Linked DNA regions of Sus scrofa: region 2 is linked to region 1. A link is a contact called in public promoter capture Hi-C data. All regions are on one chromosome and are shown on one strand. Each heading gives the region's core, a stretch centred on a gene start, on an enhancer-like site or on the middle of the called end of the contact. The rest is flanking DNA. Distances are from core to core; before and after follow the strand shown. Region 1 holds the start of FMC1 (protein FMC1 homolog). Region 2 holds the start of TRIM24 (transcription intermediary factor 1-alpha).

Evidence for each region. Promoter capture Hi-C pulls out the DNA fragments that hold promoters and counts their contacts.
Region 2: a contact with region 1 is called in a promoter capture Hi-C map of fetal liver, with 2.4 times the contacts expected there. The contact joins the promoter of TRIM24 here to the promoter of FMC1 in region 1. A contact is called at or near these places in 1 of 5 promoter capture datasets (fetal liver) and 1 of 2 datasets of contacts at active chromatin or transcription factors (alveolar macrophages).

The regions. Positions count from the first base shown.
Region 1 is chr18:10,347,703-10,352,739 of Sscrofa11.1, reverse strand. It overlaps FMC1 (protein FMC1 homolog), which reads left to right and starts at 2,368. Exons shown (of 2, transcript XM_005657736.3): 1 at 2,368-2,557. The coding sequence starts at 2,420. It overlaps TRNAR-CCU (a tRNA gene), which reads left to right and starts at 1,720; the gene lies at 1,720-1,792.
Region 2 is chr18:11,149,366-11,154,402 of Sscrofa11.1, reverse strand. TRIM24 (transcription intermediary factor 1-alpha) reads left to right here and starts at 2,648. Exons shown (of 19, transcript XM_021079187.1): 1 at 2,648-3,368. The coding sequence starts at 3,005.

The sequences.
Region 1 (5,037 bases), core at 1,119-3,618:
TTTTTTACTATTTACTTTGCTTTAATGTAAAAATGGCTTAGGCTAAAAGAAAAGAGGAGTCTTTTGGCAGTTCAGTAAAAAGGAATTCAGAATTACATCTCATTGCCCCTTACCAAAACATAGCAACAATTACTATACTTCCAATAAATTGTCCTGCTTCCTCAGAGCGGGCTTGAATATGGTACTTTGCTTCACTTTTTGTTTGTTTTGCCACACCCAGGGCACGTGGAAGTTCCACAGCCAGAGACTGAACCTGCCACAGCGCTACCCAAACTGCTGCCATGACAACACAGGATCCTTAACCCACTGCACCACAAGGGAACGCCAAATTTGCCATCTCTTGGAAAGTTAGTTCAACAAATTCCTATTGAGGAAAGAATAACTGATAGCATTCTTCCTAACCCCATCCTGCCTATTTGCTTTTTGAAAATCAGAGACTTGTGATTAGAATGAAATGAATAGTATGAGTGTGACTGGGAGAGAGTCATTCACATTAAGTCGCACTGGTTTACTCTTGTGTTGATTCTGGATTTCAGTCGAAGTATGAAAAAGTGATCAAAATTGGCCCCAGCTAGAACAAGTGGACTCTGACACGGACCTAGCAAGAGTGACCTGTTAAGAGTGGGAATTTCTGAGATTGAGCAGCTGTGGAACATGAGGCTGAGACACAAGTAGCAGCTTGTAAAAGTTTAAGATCACATAGGGAATCTAGAAAATGTAGATGAGCGCAGAGGAGGCGAATCATTTTAATCTTGCCATACTGACCATAAAGGCCTGAGGAAATGTCTGACCTAGACTTCCCGAGGAAGCTCGAGGCCCAAAAGGTAAATAGAATTAATGCAAATGGTTAAGATTCGCACAAAGAGAATAACATAAATATGGAAAAACAACGAGAGAAGTTCAGATACGGGGCAGAGGATGAACAGCGAGACATAAACGTTAAGATAAAGACGAGGGTCAATTTAGGCAGGGTCCAGTGGTCTGAAATTTATCTTAGGGGCAATGCGGAGCCACTGAGACATGTTAAGCAAAGGGTAAGGTCGTGAAACTCAGAAGTGACTTGTCCAAGTTATTCAGTAATGAACAGAACCAGAAAATTAACTCCTAATTATTTCGAATTAACTAATTCCTAATGAATTGAACTACTTCCTGCCGCCCCATGTTTACCACTGGCCCGCCAACACAGAAGGCCATGTAACCATTTCTGCCTGACTCCTGGCTCTGCGGAAATGGCCTGTTTCAACCGGAAACAGAAAATGACCGCTACCAACGCCACCTAGCGGCAGGCTGGGGCCGAGCTAGCAGGTAGGAAAGCCGCAATACCGGAAGGGGCCGGCTGTTTCCTGTAAAAAACGCAAAGGAGCAGAAGCTCGGAGGGCCAATCTCCCAGATTCCCCAAGCGTTTCCAGCGCCTTCGGCTCAGCGTTGTCGTACGTGCCCTTTTGCGCAGGCGCGGGGGCTGTCGCGCAGGCAAACGCATACGCAAAACTGTGCGCGTGCCCGTTCTCCGTCCGGCGCATCGGTGCTATTTCGAGGGTAAAGCCTTTGGAGCTGTAACGCGAATTTGGTTCTCTGAACTACAACTCCCAGCATGCCTCGCCCTTTATATTGGTGCTAAGTGTGATCTCCTAGGATAGGTCAAAAAAAAGACCTAAGTGACGATGACGTACAAAGCAGGAAAAAAATTGAATACGTTGTTTGAGCACGTCTTTCGCAGCAGCCCCAGTGGCCTAATGGATAAGGCATTGGCCTCCTAAGCCAGGGATTGTGGGTTCGAGTCCCATCTGGGGTGGTTGAAATTTTAGGTGAACTTCTCAGTGAAACTTTTGCCTCTTCCCCCTTACACATAACTTTAGTGACACATGCTAACTTTTTAACGATGAGAAAAGTGTCTACGATTTTCTTCTAGGTGTGGGGCTAGTTTGCGAGAATCAACATACTCCCGTTTCCTTGTCTGAGCCGCAGTCCTGTTAAGATCTCTAGGAAGTCAATATGCTGAGTTTTGATATTCCCTCTAGAAACAAAAAAACAGATATATCTTCTCAGCTTTCTATTTCAAATCGACACCCACTTCCGACATTCCCTCATTTTCTCCAGACTCAGCGGCCGGTCAGTTAATGGCGTCTGAAGTGACGCAGTCAAGAAAGGACCTCCTTTTCCCTCGCCTGACCTTTCTCCAGGGTATTCAGTTACACTCGGCTTTCGTTTGCTTTTCTCTTAATTCCTTAAGGTGTCGCTCGACGTTCGATTAATAATGCTCCTCAAAGAAGGGAAGTGAGACATTCCACTGCCCTGCAATGAATAGGGGGAGCCAGCAGTCTGTTGCGACCGTACCACTAATCGGCAGGGCGGGGGGTGGGGAGCAGGCGTAAGAGGGGCCTCAGGGCGCCGCCCCGCCCCGGTCTCCGAGGACAGGAAAATGGCGGCCTTAGGCTCACCCGTGCGCACTTGGCGAGGCCTTCTACGGGAGCTGCGCTACTTGAACGCGGCCACGGGCCGACACTATCGTGACACCGCGGCCTATCGGTACCTCGTGAAAGCTTTCCGTGCACATCGGGTACGGAAGCCAGTGTCCGGGTGCTCCAGCCTCCGCTTTCCTGGGAAGGGAGGGAGAGTCGGTCTGGGCGGAAGTGCAGCGCTCCGGGCTTGAGCGCTCATTTCTGAGGCCCTGCTTCCCTGCAGAAAGCTCCAGCCCCTCGGCCTTGGTCTGCAGCCTAAGTCTGAGAGCCAACCCAGGGTCCAGGGAGAGCAAGATCTTCCTAGGGTGGAATCGCCCCCTGAGGATTTTATTGGCATGTGCGGAGGGGACAGTGAGAAGAAACTGAAGTGGTGGAAAGAGGGACAAAAGATATTTTTGGTGGGCAGTGTAGGGTCACTAACCACAGGATCTATCCAACCCTTCTCTTCCCCTAGGAGAGCTATTCTGAGAGGCAGTTTTTGGTGCAGAGCTTCTCGAAGAGTAGGGAGTTCCCATCGTGGCTCAGCGGTAGCAACCGGACTGGTATCCATGAGGATGTGGGTTCAATCCCTGGCCTCGGTCAGTGGGTTAAAGATCCTGCATGGCCATGAGCTGTGGTGTATGTGCAGACGTGGCTTGGATCCAGCTTTGTGGCTGTGGTGTAGGGCAGCAGCTGCAGCTCGGATTAGACCCCTGGCCTGGGAACTTCCCTGTGGCACAGGTGTGGTCCTAAAAAGACAAAAAAGACACCACCACCACCACCACCACCACCACCACCACCACCACCCCCCCCGGCAAAAAAAGGTCAACTAGAAACCTCTACTGAGGTGGTACTGTGACTTACAACATTAACACGATTTATGGCCAGGTGCCGATTTTCCACGTGTCGGAGGTAAATAGGAACTTATGGGAGGCCATCTTGGAAAATCCCTTGAGAAATCTGCCCAACCCACACCTACCCCTTAAGCAAGATCAGACGGCAGATCATTTTTCTCAAATGGGGCAACTGAGGCTCAGGGACAGTTGACCTGTACAAGCACATGTGTAGGAACTACTAGAGTCTAGGTAACTTGGTTCACAAATAAGAGTCTTCCATTTAATTGCTTACTTGATCTTGGCTCTTGTCAGCTGAGTCGGCTCTCACCTGAAGGAAGGAAACTTAGAGTCCTTTGGGTGATGTCGGAGAACCCTTGTGCTTTTGATTTTTCTGAGCCATGGAAGTTAGAATGTAAAATGTTATGTGAGCCACACAGGAGGTCCAAGAATGCAAAATTTTAGAACTAAAGTTCAACTAGTTTTTAAAAGGCCACAATATTAGGGGCTTCTAGGAAGTTAGCCTAAAATGACAAATAAGATTCACATGGGTTCTGTCGTACAACCCATCATGTGCCCAAGCGCTTAGAATAAACAGGTGCCAAGGGAGTAAGTAGACCACAGTGGTTTTGGAGTTGTCATCGCAGCTCAGTGGTTAACGAATCTGACTAGGAACCATGAGGTTGCGGGTTCGATCCCCGGCCTTGCTCAGTGGGTTAAGGATCCTGCGTTGGGGTGACCTGTGATGTAGGTCGAAAAAGCAGCTCAGATCTGGCATGGCTGTGACTCTGGTGTAGGCCGGCAGCTGTAGCTCCAGCTTGACCCAAGCCTAAGAACCTGCATGTGCCGCGGGTGCGGCCATAGAAAAGACAAGAAAAAAAAAAAAGACAACAGTGGTCTTGGTATACTCGGGGTACGCTTTCAGGAGGAAATTCATCAAGCGGTGACTTAAAGGATAGAGTTAGCAAATAAGTGGGGGTCGGAGAGGAGGAAGTCCAGGTAAAGAAGCTGCACAACTGAAGGCCCAAAGGCAAGAGAAACTGATAGAGCCCTTAAGGCTTAGGGCCTGTTGGATGTAGTGGAGGAGATAAGGTCTGTGGTAGGTAGGAATGTAAACTTTATTGTAGGAGTTGCCGTTGGGGCTCAGAGGTAACGAAGCTGACTAGTATCCATGAGGATAGGGGTTCGATCCCTGGCCTTACTCAGTGGGTTAAGGATCTGGCGTTTCCGTGAGCTGTGGTGTAGGTCACAGATGTGGCTGTGTTCCTAAGTTGCTGTGGTGTAGGCTGGCAGCTGCAGCTCTGATTTGATTCCTAGCCTGGGAACCTCCATATGCTGCAGGTATGGCCCTAAAAAGACAAAAAATTAAAAAAAAAATTATTGTAAATGTAGTGGGAGGTGACGCTTAAGATTTTTAAGATGACGTGTAGCTTGTGGAGGTAGCATTATTGCCCTTGAGAGGGGCTTGACAATTGCTCAGAAATTCCTTGGACATATATGTGAAATACATGCTAGCTAAACATTCCAGAAACACTACTCTCTGGAATGCACATGAGGATATGGGAATGGCTTCTAGTTCCTACTGACTCAGAGCTAACTCAGTAGTCACCTCTGCCCATTTTCTCTCCTCTTTCCCTGGGCTGAAGGGAATTGATTAGGGAGGAATCGCCTCTTTCTCCGTAGGGAAGATACAGTTTTCTATTTCATTTTATCTCTTGGTCTCTGGTGGCTCATTTGCTGTTCTGTTGCTGACCCTCGTGCTTCAG
Region 2 (5,037 bases), core at 1,399-3,898, 800 kb before region 1:
TCATTAAAAAAAAAAGAATTTCCGTCAATTGCTACCTTTTAAGGGGTGGAAAGGAGGAATCTTCACGAGCGTCTAATGATCCTTCTCTCCTTGCAGACTCTCTTCTCTTCTAGCACAGGCAAACCAGAGTTCCTCTCTCACAGGTGGTGGTAGAGGTGGTGCTGGGTAGTTTAGAAAATAACAAGTCATCCCGAGTTTCCATTGTGGCCCAGTGGTTAACGAATCTGACTAGGAACCATGAGGTTGTGGGTTCGATCCCTGGCCTTGCTTAGTGGGTTAAGGATCCAGTGTTGATGTGAGCTGTGGTGTAGGTCGCAGATGTGGCTCAGATCTGGCATTGCTGTGGCTCTGGCATAGGCCGGTGGCTACAGCTCTGATTGGACCCCTAGCCTGGGAACCTCCATATGCCGCGGGAAGTGGCCCTAGAAAAGGAAAAAAAAAAAGAAAATAGCAAGTCATCCGGTGAGGCTGAAGCTTAGAATGAGAATGGGAAAGAGGTGACCAGGGCAGGAAGATCAGATAGGGGTATCAGACAGGGATGAAATTGGGGAGAGTCTTGGATGCAGTGGGAGCCATAGTAATTATAGAAAAGGAGAGGGATAGAGAAAGCTGTAATTAAGGAAGGATTATCTAAAATAGTGGATCTCTGTGAAGTATTTTTGCAATATACTTGGGAGGATGATATCTAGGTAAGATAATCACATGATTAAAAAGACTTCAACATTTTCATTTTCTGGACTTAAAAAAACCCAGAAGCCATATATATTTGAACAAAGTAAAACATATGATTGTTTTAATTACCTGAGACTAGGAAATCTAAGAATATGGAAGATAGTTTTCTTTGAAACTGGATTATCCATGATGATTTGAGAAACTAAACTAGTAGGCTGTATCAGATTGCACAGCATTCTTTCAAAACAAGGCTCTCAATTTACCTCTCTTTTCTTCACCACCATCATCTGAGGGACTAAAAGGCACTTGTCTCTTAGTCTACTTGAATCCTGTATACCACCTCTGTAATGAAATATTAACACGTTAAAAGCACTAGTTTATAACACAGAATTTGCTTTCCTATTACATGAAGATTTTCAAAGTACAGCTACCATAACAGGGTACAGAGCGAAGGGCATTTCAAAACAAAGGGAAAAGCTTGTGCAAAGTGGGTAAGAGTTAAAATTGCTAGAGCATAAAGTATGAGAGTAGTGGGAGCTTCAGCTTGAGAGGTGTATAGGGATGAAATCGTTGAGGGACAATAAGTGGGTTAAGAAATTTGTTTCTTTAAGGGTGGTCCTGGACCATCCACATCACAATCAGGAGATCCTGCTAAAACTGAATCTGGGGAGGGGCTCAAGAACCAGCTTTTAAGTAAATGTGGCAGGCGATTTTTATGCAAACTAAGGTTTAAGAAACAACTATACAAGATAAATAGCCCTTGAATGTCATTAAGAATGAAAATGACACTCTGGAAGCCACTGGAGATTGGATTTAAGAATCTGGGAAAGAGCCTGCTAGGAGAGGAATATTTTGGGAAAGGTAAGGTCATGAGGGAGAGCTGAGTTGCCTAGAGTTTGCTCTCCCCCATTGTCATCGCTTCTTCCAGGATCATTTCAATTTTAACAAAGCCTTTTCTGACCCCATCCCACTCTCAAAGATTCAGCATCACTTCATGTGTTCCTAAAAAATGGCACTTCCATATAATTTTTTTCCCATAATTGTGTTCAAAAGCTTTGTTTCTCCCACCCTGTTTCTATACTTCAAAATCCTTAAAAGCTTAGCCACTTTAGAGTGAAAAATGTGTGCGACTTCTAAAATGTGTGTGTGTGTGTGTGTGTGTGTGTGTGTGTGTGTTGGGAGGGAGGGCTTCGGGTGGGTGGCTGGAAAAGAATATTTTAGAATTATTTGGACATTAGTATTAACATTTATTTTTATTCCTTGTAATAAAAAAAACCACTTTTGAACAGTCTTTATGTATTAATTCTTTGGAGAATAAACCATGTTTATTCACTTGAAAAGCAAATCACTGACTTTAAAAATTGATTTCACCTTTTTCATTGGGGAAATCCTTTAAAATTTCCCGACTTGCAAGAGAACTTCCCCTCTTAACAATTCATGCTCATAATTCATCATACTCAATTCATGTGGCAAAATATATGCTGCCTGCACAATATCTTTTTTACGCAACATTTTTCCATTTTTAAAATTTTTTCCTTGTTTGCTCTTCACAATCTCCACTTCGACTCTCCCAACATATTTACTTCCCCTACAGGAGCCCATCTTCAGTAGCAGAACGGGAGTTTTCGAAGCAGTTACTTAATTAAAAGCGTCGGTAGACAAAGTGAAGCTCCGCCCCATAGGTGGGGCTAACACAGGCGGACCGAATTAGGTGGTTGATCGTTAACAAATGAGCCCTTAATCTTTTCAGAGGAGCTAAACACACACAAAGGCCCAATCAGAGGCCGTGGTTCCAGGAGTTGGGGGGAGGGGCTGGGCAAGAGCCCTCCCACCTCCTAGCCTCCCGCCGCGGCTGTCGGAGCCTCGCGGGCTTGGGAAGGCCCCGCCCCCCGGCCAGGCGCGGCGGCTATTGGGTGGCGCGCTGCTCGCCGACGTCTCGGTTGCTGGGAGAGGGAGGGAGGGGGCGGGGCCTGAGGTGGGCCAGGGGGCCCGAAAGAAAGGCGGGGAGGCGAGGGCGGGCTGGGCGGATTCGACGAGCGCCGCGGCGGTTGGCGAAGCGGATGGGGCGCAGCCTCCCCGGTGCGAGGAGCAGTCCCCGCTGACAGATCCCCTTCTTCCGGCCGCGCCACCCGGGAGGCGGATCCCTGGGGCCTGAGAAGGCTTCCTTGGCCCGGGCCTCCCTCCCTCCCTCCCTCTCCTGCGGGTCACCCTAGCGGCCTGGGAGGAGGAGGAGGAGGAGGCGGTGGAGGAGGAGGTCGTCGGGGGCGGTGGGCAGAGACCGCGCTCCTCCTTTCCCGGCGGCGGCGGCGGCGGCGGCGGCGGGGGCAGGACAATGGAGGTGGCTGTGGAGAAGGCGGCGACGGCGGCCGCAGCGGCTTCGGTGGCGGCCGCCGGGGGGCCCTCGGCTGCGCCGAGCGGGGAGAACGAGGCCGAGAGTCGGCAGGGCCCCGACTCGGAGCGCGGAAGCGAGGCGGCCCGGCTCAACCTGTTGGACACTTGCGCCGTGTGCCACCAGAACATCCAGAGCCGGGCGCCCAAGCTGCTGCCCTGCCTGCACTCGTTCTGCCAGCGCTGTCTGCCCGCGCCCCAGCGCTACCTCATGCTGCCCGCGCCCATGCTGGGCTCCGGCGAGACCCCGCCGCCGGTCCCCGCCCCCGGCTCGCCGGTCAGCGGCTCCTCGCCGTTCGCTACCCAAGGTGAGAGCCGGCCGCGGAGGCGGGGGGCTGGGGAACGCGGGGAGGGACCCCGGGAGGCCGGCGCCCCGGTGCGTCGCGGCGACCCGCTGTCATGTCGCCGCCGCTCGGGGTGCGCGGCGGGGGAGGGGCGGAGAGGGTCTGTGCTGGCGGCGGTGACATGGAGGGCCCGCGCGCTCTGCGGCGTGCCGCGCGCCCCGTGAGCAACTTCCACCGGCGCCGCGGACTCCAGCGCTGCTGCTGCTTCTGCTGCTCCTGCTCCCCAGCTTTCTCCTCCCGGGGTGCCTGGCTGGTGCGACCCGCACTTTTGAAAACCCCTGTCGGAGTCTGCTGCAGACTGTTTGTCGGGTCCCTTGCCGACTGCATCTAGTTAACTGCTACCCTTGGCCTCCCCAAAGCTTTGTCCAGGTCCATATGATCCTAATCATCTCGTATATACCCACGTTATTTGAGCCGGAGGGGGGAAAGGAAGGGATGAAGATGAAGTGATAGTGACTTTCTTTGATGATTGATTACACATCGGATGCCGTCTATTTTTTGTCTTGAATGTTTTGGGTTATTTTCCTTAATGAGCCCCCAATTCTCTCGTCTCTGATGGGGACAAAGGAACTGAGAGACGATGTTTTGTTGTCCTCTGTCGGAGATTTTATTTTAAGACAGTAAATGGTAAAGAGAAATAGAACAAAGTGATTTGGGGTGCAGTATTTTCTTGTATTTTGTAGACAGCACCTGGAAATGTTGAAGTTACTGTTCTCTTTGTGGTGTTTGTTACTGTATAATGAGACTTTTGACAGGTAGCTCCCATTGCTAACATGAACACTTAAAGTAAGTACGGTAAATTGTTTCTAGCAGAGTAATTGAGGTTTTTAAATGTTCATATTGCAAATATTTGAGCCCTTCCTTTTAAAAATACAAGGTAACTAATTCATTTTTAATATATACTGCCTTTTTAAAAGTGACTAGTTTATTTAATTCGAGATAAAAAGCTAATAAGTAATTGAGCTAGGTCAAAGAACATATGAAATTGATGCCTAAAATAGATTTTAGTGTTAGACTTTTGATTTAATTATTTGTTAGGAAAAGAATCTAGTTTGAGGAAGACAGTTTTCCGTGGGTCTTGCTAGGGGAGTCTTGCTAGGGGAGGTGCTGACTCCCCTTTGTTTCTGTTTTTGAAGGATGCTTGTAGAAGGAACAGCCTTGGAAGATGGAGAAAAATGTCTTTTACCAGAGCCAAGAGCAGGCATGCATATGGTCCAGTATAATAAAGAAAAATGTCTCCTTTTGTAGTAAAAGGCAGGCATGCTTATTGCCCATCATAAAAGATGAGGGTTCCCTAAGCTTAGGTTTCCTCTCTTGAACACAACCTATTGTGGGTGCACATGTTACCTGGCCCTCTTCACCTTACCAGGTGGGAACTGTTGCTGTGGGAACCAGTGCAGGAACCTTGACACTTTGGCTTATTACTGGAAGTAATTAACTGCTCTTTGTCTCTGACCCAGGAGTCTTGTGTCTTCTACCAGCATGGATGGGAAACTACTTTGTTAGCTTGCAAGTAGGGTAAAACTGTCAGATCCTTCACACTAGTTTGCTCTGACATGGCCCACATGTTGGAAAGATAGTACAGGTGAAACTTAAATTTTAATTGTGTGTGTGTGTTTGTTTTTATGGCAGC